Linked DNA regions of Rattus norvegicus: region 1 is linked to region 2. The links are chromatin contacts, called in public Hi-C maps. All regions are on one chromosome and are shown on one strand. Each heading gives the region's core, a stretch centred on a gene start, on an enhancer-like site or on the middle of the called end of the contact. The rest is flanking DNA. Distances are from core to core; before and after follow the strand shown.

What was found. Hi-C and Micro-C count contacts between places; a contact is called where the count stands out from the background.
Region 1: a contact with region 2 is called in a Hi-C map of the A7r5 cell line, with 2.0 times the contacts expected there. The contact joins the promoter of Slc35f5 here to the enhancer-like site in region 2. A contact is called at or near these places in 5 of 12 Hi-C or Micro-C datasets (the A7r5 cell line, the Rat2 cell line, kidney and 2 more).

The regions. Positions count from the first base shown.
Region 1 is chr13:39,543,294-39,547,843 of GRCr8, reverse strand. Slc35f5 (solute carrier family 35, member F5) reads right to left here and starts at 2,648. Exons shown (of 16, transcript NM_001105950.1): 1 at 2,387-2,648; 2 at 1,295-1,385; 3 at 1,039-1,180. The coding sequence starts at 2,426.
Region 2 is chr13:39,480,901-39,485,706 of GRCr8, reverse strand. No RefSeq gene overlaps it. Among named protein-coding and RNA genes, the nearest start is that of Slc35f5, 62 kb to the left of the region's middle. Within about 2 kb of position 2,571, at least 3 of the 93 cell types and tissues checked have an H3K27ac peak or open chromatin away from gene starts, as enhancers often do. A contact at or near this core is called in the A7r5 cell line, where this site is marked.

The DNA.
Region 1 (4,550 bases), core at 1,399-3,898, 62 kb before region 2:
CTGTGTTCTAAATCCTTGGCACGTGTGAGCACACATACACTCTAAGTAAATAAGCAAATAAATAAGTAAATGTGATAAAAAGTATAAACAACAAATTATCTTCTTACAAAGATCATTAGCCAAAAAGAAGTATACAAATCAGAAGTAAAATTAGCTTATAAACTCACAGTATCACACTACTACAAACGAGGGATCAATTAACAAAAAGCTTAATGGAGCGAATCATATGCTGTGCTTTTGATAAACATGTGACTCAGCAAGCACACAGATGTGGCTTCACCAGCGTACGCATGTGGATCACGGTGACTTGTACATGAAAAATCTGATGGCTCGTGTTTACTTTTCCAAAAATAGCTTCTTTTTCAAATTAGCAAGAATCTACTAAGCTAAATGCCCAGACTATACTTTCTACTGGCCCTCAATGTTCATAAAAAACAGTATTTATGAAGAAATAAATTCAATATTGACTAAAAACAAAACCACCTTTGTGTAATTAGAAAATATATTCTGTGATATGTTCTCTACAAATGTGAGAAAGCTGCAGGTAGGACTGTAGAAATGGCTCCATGGTCCACAGAGCTTAGTGTTCCTTCAGAGTTCAGTCCCCAGTACCCATGCCGGGTGGCTCACAATTGCGTTTGAGTTCCAAGGACCCAGATCAGATGCCCCCTTCTGGCCTCTACAGGAACATGTACACACATCTGCATATATACAGACACACACACACACACACACACACACACACAAAGAGAGAGAGAGAGAGAGAGAGAGAGAGAGAGAGAGAGAGAGAGAGCGCTTTTGTAACTTCAGGAAAGAACAAAAGCATCATGTCAATTTTTACTTGAAATGACATTAATTCAGTACCAAAGAAAAACAAAGAATTCAACAATGTTTAAAATACTGGTGTTAGACGCATGAGGCACTAACAGAGAAATACTACAGCTTGACACTACTTGTCATCCTACGTCATTAGCAACGTTACTACAGGTGAGCGTTAATTCTACCACAGTGCAATACCATTGGTGGAGAAATACATACTGAGGTGAGTTCTGAGGACGCCACCCATATCACATCAACCAGCAGGAGAATCACTATCCCCAGGGCCATTCGCCTGCGCTGACTGAAGCCACTGCTCTGGGAATTCACACGGTTCATGATAAACACATAAACCATTTGCAGTCTGTTAATTTAGAAAACACAGATCTCATTAGAGTCTCTTTGAGAAGAACCCACATAAAAATTAGAAAGCCAGGGCAAGGAAACAGGAGACATTTGGATGAAGTGTACGATTTACCTTGTGGCGAGGGCTTCTCTGAGATCCTCAAATGCAATGCGGGCAAAGCGAGCAGATACCTGTCTAAATGGAGGTGAAGAGCTCAGCCCACCTAAAACAGCACCACGGAAATAACGCTTAGGAAAAGTTCAAGTATAAAGCAGCATCTTTTCCACTCTTCACCTTCAAAGACTATCAAAATGTGTTCAACAGAAGCCACACTCTGGGCATGGAACTCAGTAGTGTAATGCTTGCTTGCCTAGTTAGCACGCATGAGTTCTTGGGTTCCATCCCAACCACTTCCCAAACTGGGCACAGAGGCACACATCTATAAATTCTAGCACTTGGGAAGTAGGGGAACGGCAGAATCAGAAGATCAAAGTCAGAATACAGGGTGAGGTCAAGGCCAACATGGGTCACATGAGACCAGATCATAAAATAACAAAAAAAAAAAAAAAAAAAAAAAAAAAGAAACCCAGGCTGGAGGTGTAGTTCAGTTGGTAGAGCGAATGGAGATAGCCCTGAGGTCAATGGAACCAGTGCATAAAACAGGGGTGCCGGTGCTTCTTTAAGGCAGAAGATATGATTTTGAGACCAGTCTCAGATACATAACACCTGTCCCAACCTGACAACCCCAGCTCTCCCAAAAGAAAAAATTATACTTAAAAGAAGTCCTGGGTACCAGGAGGGTTAAAAAAAAAAAAAAAACATTCCATATATGGCACACTAAAGAGAGCCATAAACATATCCTCGAAGTCTCACAAACAGAACTCTCTAGATCCTCTCTTCAGGACATCCGCCCTGGCAGTCTAGACACGCGCGCGTGCATCAAAAGTGTCCTTACCCCCCATCTCCAGGGGATTCGGCTCGCTGACAGGAAGTGATGTGCGAGGTTCCACTCCCCTCATGTGAGGACCAAGATCATCCTCGCTCCCCACACGCCCAGTCACTACACCCTGGCTGCAGTATGAGAGGACAACAGAAAACAGCTGGGACAGGGAAATCGCCTCTTGGTGAGGAAAAGACGTGAGGAAAACCGAGCCTCTTGCCTTGTGAGGGGTGAGAGGACTCTGACCCGTCCTCCATGGCCGCGGTCGCCGGCCCACCGCCTACCTGGCCTTCCTGCCCCTCGATGGAGTCGTGGCGGCACCATGAGCGGCCCCGGCCCGGCCCGCCGCCCAGCGCCGCCGCCTCACACCGCACGCACAGACCCCAGCATCCTGCCGCACAGCAGACCCAATCTCAGTCACCGCGCTACCCCTCGGCTTAGGGCCGCGGCTGTCAGGCAGGCCAGCACTCGGCCCCACTGAGGGGAGTGACCCAGGCCACCCGACCGACGGCGCTGGCAGCGAAAGTCCTGGAGGCCCGGATTGCGGCCGCGGCCCAGGCCCCGCCCCCGGTCGGTCAGCCAGCCAGGCCACGCCCATTGCTGGCCAAACAAGCCCATCCCACGGCTGGCCAACAGGCAGGCCCCGCCCCCTGTCCGTCAGTCAAACAGGCTCCACCTCCCGACCAGCGACAACCTGGACCCGCCCCCGACCAATTAGCTAAGCAATGCTGCGAGATCCCAGGCAAGCTCTTTCCCTGGATAGCGAACCTGGCCGCACAGCCTGGTAGACAGGAACCTCTCCAGGCACCCTGGACCCCATCCTGGAGACTCTAGGCCCCCAGCTTGTCCACCAACTAGGTGACATCCTCCCCATCACTGAGTCAACCACTCAGTTGTCAGTTCGTCCATCCGGGCTCCTCCCCCAGTTGACAATCCCTACCCTAAACCCGAGTAGTCAGCCCAGAGCCCGGCCCCCGGAGAGCCTGGCAGGCCCCGCCCCTGCCCAGCAAGCTCCTGTGGCCCCGCCCTCTGGCCTCAAGATTGAAGGCGCGCGGGTTACGTCACGCTGGGCGCCACTTCTGGCCGGCGCAGGGCTAGTCAACCGGTTGATGTTGCGGTAGTGTGGACTCCAGCTGCTAACTGGCTTCTGGCTTGGAGTCACGTTGGTGGCGCGAAGGGGAAGAGAAGGGAAGAAAGCGAAGGGAGGAGGGTGGGGGTATGTAGGACAGGGAGAGCCCAGCCGTGGAAAGGCTGCCAGACTTCACCCCAGCCCCGCCCTGAAGCGAAAGCTGACTGCACATTTTCCTCCAAAGTTTAGGCAAGCATTTTCCAGTAGCTCTTTCTAAAAACAGTCAGTGTAGCTTGGCACCCGTTGGATTCCTAGATCGTTTTTGTCCTTAAACTAGAGCTTCATTCTTGCAGTTAGTAGTTGTCTAGGCCAAGTTACTCATCTCTCTGGCCCTCACTGTATTTTAACCCATAAAAAAAAATAGCATAAAATGTTGTGAGTGCCTCGGGTGTATGTTTACATCAGGTCAAACAGAAAGGAATCAAATCAACCTGTGACAAATTAAGACCCCCCACAGATGCTAGCCTGACTAAAGTATGGGGTTTTAAGTTTATTGAAGCTCGCATAAAATAGAAGTTCGCCAGCATCCTGATTTATATTTAGAAAACACAAGACTTAAGGCTTCTGTGGCCAGAATTGCATTGTTAGCATTTTTATCAAAGGAGGCAAAGAAATAATTTTGGGTTTTGCTCATGTAATCACAGTGTGGTCCATCCTTTCTCTTTTAACTCTTTGTCTACATAGTCTAATGACAAAAAGTAACATGAACATTTTGTGATCTGGTCAGATTTAAAAGAAAGACACACACACACACACACACATACACACACACACACACACACACACACACACACACACACACACACACACACACCTGGCATCGAACACTTCCAGTCATTGAGAAACCCACTGCTGGAACAGGAGAAATGACTCTGTGGGCAAAAGTCCTTGCTGTGAAAGCGGGAGGTCCTGGTTTCAGATCCCTATCACCCCAGTAAAAAGTTCGGCTTGATCATGTGTACATTTGTAATCCCAGCACTGTGAGAGACAGAACTGGGAAGATCTGTCTTGCTGGTTGCCAGACACTTCAGGTTTAGTAAGAGACCCTTGTCACAGGTGTAAGAGGGTAAGTGACAGAGCTCCCTAATTAGAGACCTAATACTCTCTCACCTCCATCCATATACTCCTGCACACAAACAAATACAATTTGCTTGGCCATTCAGTTAAGAACAAATGATTAAACACTTTAGTGGTTTGAATATGTTTGGCCCAGGAAGTGACACTATTTGGAGGTGTGGCCTTGGAGTGGGTGTGTCACTGTGGGCATGGGCTTTAAGACCCTCTTCCTAGCTGCCTGGAAGTCAGTATTCTCCTAGCAG
Region 2 (4,806 bases), core at 1,322-3,821:
CCTTGTGTAACTAACTAATTCTTACAAGACCAACTGGGTGTCTAGAATTAACATCTTCCCCTTCTCAAGTTAAGTGATTTGTTAGAAAGGATGCAAACCCAGAGGAAGTTTGCTTCACATTTTTAATTTACCATAAAAGAAAATATAAAAACTGCAAGTGAAATTTGAGAGGGAAAAAGATTTGCAGGGTGAGGTGTAAGGGTTGGGGCTCAAGCCTCCCTGTTCACTCCAGGATCACCATTCATTCCCCAGAAGGAATCTGGCCAGCCCTGTGTTTATCTATCTATCTATCTATCTATCTATCTATCTATCTATCTATCTATCTATCTATCTACTATCTATCCATCCATTTCACCCACTCATCCTTCCTTCCTTCCTTCCTTCCTTCCTTCCTTCCTTATGCCAGGAAGCATTTGTGAACCCCAAAGACCACCAAGGAATCAACTCCAATGCAATTGCATCAGGGATTCTTTATTCAAGCTCAAGCTCGGGCAATACTGCAGTCCCTGTCTCCACTTCCTCAGTGCTGGGATCACAGACCCGCTTCACCACGCTCACTGTATGCCCTGTTGATGAGTGAATGAAGGGCTTTGGGCATGCTTGGCAAGCCCTCTGTCACCTGAACTGTACTGTTAGCCTCTTTGGAAGTTTATATAAACCTGTTATAGGCAGAGGCTGACTAATCAAATCATTGACCATTGGTGGATGGATTTATTCTCTAGCTCTTCTTCTTTCCCTAGAGGTCTGGGGTAGGACCAAAGTTCCAACCTTTCAATCATGCAGTTGGTTTTCTTGTTATTTTGTCTTTTTTTTTTTTTTCGGAGCTGAGGACCGAATGAACCCAGGGCCTTGCGCTTGCTAGGCAAGGGCTCTACCACTGAGCTAAATCCCCAACCCCCACAGTTGGTTTTCTTGTCGGCTAGCTCCACCCATAGGGACTTTCCAAGAGTTATATAACCAACATAAATTCAGTTTTGAGTGAAAGGAATTGTTATGGATCACAAAGGAAGATTCTTTCATCTCTGTAACTTAAGATCCCCCACTCCCCAAGCGTTCAGAGCAGGAACTGGTACAGAATACACACACACACACACACACACACACACACACACACACACACACACACACACACACACTCACACAGAGGGAGAGAGAGAGACAGAGACAGAGAGACAGAGAGATAATCTATAGCACAACCGAGCACCTCTGTTTTATCTGATAATCATATTTCTATATATTCTAAAGGTCAAAGCCAATCATTCCAAGATAAAGAAGTAAGATTACCTTGAAAGGCATGAGTGCCTTGTGTTTAGGGAAGAGGGAGGAGTTCCCAGTGGCTCACTCTAAGAAAAGCACACTAAAGCAAAAGCAGTGTGTATTGGTTGCTTTTCTGTATGCCAGCCAAGAAGAAATTTAATGGAGGAAGGGTTACTGTTGACTCACTGCTTGAGAAGGTATTCAGGCCTTTATGCCAGGGAAGGCATGCTGGCAAGAGCAGGCTATGGCTGATCACATCCTGCCCACGTCAGGAAGCAGAAAGTGGGTGCTGGGCTATAAACCTAAAGGCAACTAGGCATGGAACAACACATCTGTAACCCCAGTACTGAGGAGGGCAGGTGAATCTCGGTGATGTGTTCAAAGCCAGCCTGGTCTACACAGTGGGTTCCAGCTAGCTAGGTCTATACAGAAAGACCCTGTCTTAAACAAACAAATAACAGCAACAACAGAAGTTGAAGTCCTATCTTCTACTTCCTCCAGAGATTCTCTCTCTCCTTAAGCTTCTACAGTCTTCCCTGTGCCTTTAACTGGGGACCAAGTAATCAAACACAAGAGCTTTTGGGAGACATTTATCATGTAAACTGTAATATTTTTGTATTACAGTTTGGTCCCTAAAAGTGTATCCCAAGCTCTGGAATTAAACACATGTACTACCAAGCTGGTCCAGTTTAGATCTAAATTTACTCCCAAAGGTCATGTGCTAACCCTTGATTGGTTGCCAACTGGTGGGTTTGGGGGAAAGTGACTGAACCATCCTCAATGGATAAATCTACTGACTTGGGTTTATAATTTGATGGGATAGTGAGAAATTATAGAAGCAGAAAGTAAAACCTACTTAAAAGGATCGTGGCCTTGGGGATATACCCTGATGGATTATAATAAATTGTTCTCAGCCCCCCTGCTCTCCTGGTGTCTCTGTTTCCTGGCTTCCTCCAGGTTATGGCCTTGCTGATATTTACCAGCTCTTGTCTATGGAGACACGGGTGGAGACACAGGCCTGGGGATGACTGCAGCAGCAAAGAGAATGGGAGGTGGAGAGTTTGTCTGTAGAGACAGCTGAGTGGCTGATGCACTAGAACAGAAGAGCTCGGTGCGCAATGAAGAGTCAGAGTGGTTGAGGATATTTGGGAAAGCAAATCAGAGCAAGGGCCAAGGTTATCTACACTGGAACCTTGGCCTCATGCTCCAGGCTCCTACTTTAGCTGGCTGTTTCCAGGTTCTGGGGCAGGGCTGAGAGTTCTGTGGTCAACATTTTGTACAGGAACAAAGTACATAGAGATGTTGCTGCCCTCTTGTGATAAAGTCAGAGGGTTTCCAATCCTACATTCCTCCTTCTTTCTTGGCTTGGGTAGGGCCATAGGAGACACAGCCTGACTCTACTGCCTGTTTTAGAGGTATTCATTTCCCAGATGCCCCAGCCCACTGGCACCACACCATGGCCCAGAGAGAACACCACAAGTGTCGCTGGCCTAAGGGATAGGATGGCAAGAACTCCAGGAGGCCAACAAGAGCCCCAGGAGGCCAACAAGCCACAGGCTTTACACTCACAGCTTTGGTGAACCAGAGCCAGGATGCTACTGGGTCAGCACAATGGCCACATTGCCCTTCTTAAAGCCTTCAGTTCTGTCAACATTCATGGCCAAGTTCCTGGCCTCAAACCAAAGGTTTGCAATGAAACCTTTGAAATTGTGATCCAAAATAAAACTTTCCTCCTCTAAGTTTTACCTGAGGCAATTTGTCACAGAAATGGAGAGCTGGCACATTTTAATAATATGAACTCCCCTAAATAGACACTAATTTCAGTTCTAGGGATACAAACCAAGTAAAAGACACAACTTGACTGGGCTAACTTAGTCGGGAAGTCACTTGCCTTGCAAGCTGAGGAACTGAGTTTGAGTTTGGTCAACAAAAACCAGGAGAGAGAGAGAGAGAGAGAGAGAGAGAGAGAGAGAGAGAGAGAGAGAGAGAGAGAGATTAGAGACAACTCAGGAGTGTTGAGGTATTCCAGGTCAATGAGACACAAGAGTAATAGTAGTAGTAGTAGTAGTAGTAGTAGTAGTAGTAGTAGTAGTAGTAGTAGTACTAGTACTAGTACTAGTAGTAGTAGTAGTAGTAATTATGGCAGATGGCACCTAATACCCGAAGGTTGTTCTTTGACCTTTACATGCACACATACATGCACCTGGACACACAGGCACATACACACAGAAGTCACAAGTATGTTCATTTTAGAGTCTTTTACAACAGTTAAACACAAAAGAACTTGGATATATAAAGATAAAACATAAAAACACTAAATTATGTTTCATCCATGTGAAGACGGTATGGGACAGTTAAAGGTGATACAGTAGAGCTGGAGAGATGGCTCAGCACTTAAAAGCACTTGCTGCAAAATCATGAGGACCAGAGTTTGGGTTCTAGCACCCACATAATAAGCCAGGCATCTATGCAAATGCCTGTAACTCGAGCTCCAAGGGAGGCAGAGACAGAAAGATGTTGGGGTTCACTGGCTTTCAGCCTGCCACAGAAGAAGAGGCCAAGAGTGACAGGACATTGAAGCCATCTTCTACCTGCCATACGTGCATGTGTGCATGTGAACACAAGTGTGCAGACGCACACACACACACACACACATGCACAAACACTTGCACACACAAAAATATAAATCCTTTTACAATATGTATGTTAGTGTTGTAAAAAGTTCTGTAGTTACAAGTTTTTATTGCTCTTGAGGAGGACCTAAGTTTAGTTCCCAGAATCCTGTTGGGTGCCTTGCAGCTGCCTGTAACTTCCAATCCAAGGGATCTGACTCCCTCTGCTGGTCTCCATAGTTATCTGCACTCTTGGGCTCAAGCACACCCACAAATACATATAAATACATACATACATATATATATATACATACATACATAAATACATACATAAATATCATTTTTAAATGACTTAGATATATTTTTAATATATATTCCTAGCTGGGAAGGGTGGTATGCCTTTAATCCCAGCATTTGGTAGGTAGAGATGGGTTCATATCTGTAAATTCAAGCCAGTTTGGTCTACAAAGAGAGTTGTAACAGGCAGGACTCAGTTACATGAGAAATCCTGTCTTAAACAAACAAAGAAGACTATATATCTCTTTGAATCCTGTCTACTTTAAAAATTACTTATTAAGCTCCGGTATGTGCACAGTGCTAAGCTGGAACCTGAGGGGGTTAAAAACAACACAGTTAATCTCTGACCTCAAGGATCTCAGACATCAAAGGAGCAAGGATAGCAGTAGACAGAGACTCACACATTTGAGTGAATGATGCTTAGTCTAATAATTACTATGATGGAAAGTTACTGGGTGATCGTCAATCATTGAGGAACTTGGTCTGCTGGAGGCTGACTTAGGGGAAGGGGTAGAAAGTAAAGGTAAAGGAGGGGGGAGGAGCAGAGAGATTTGGAGAATATATTCATTTCCTTGAAAAATGATACTGTATAATACACAGTTAGGTGTTTTTGCTGATTGGCCCATTTGGAGACTGTGTA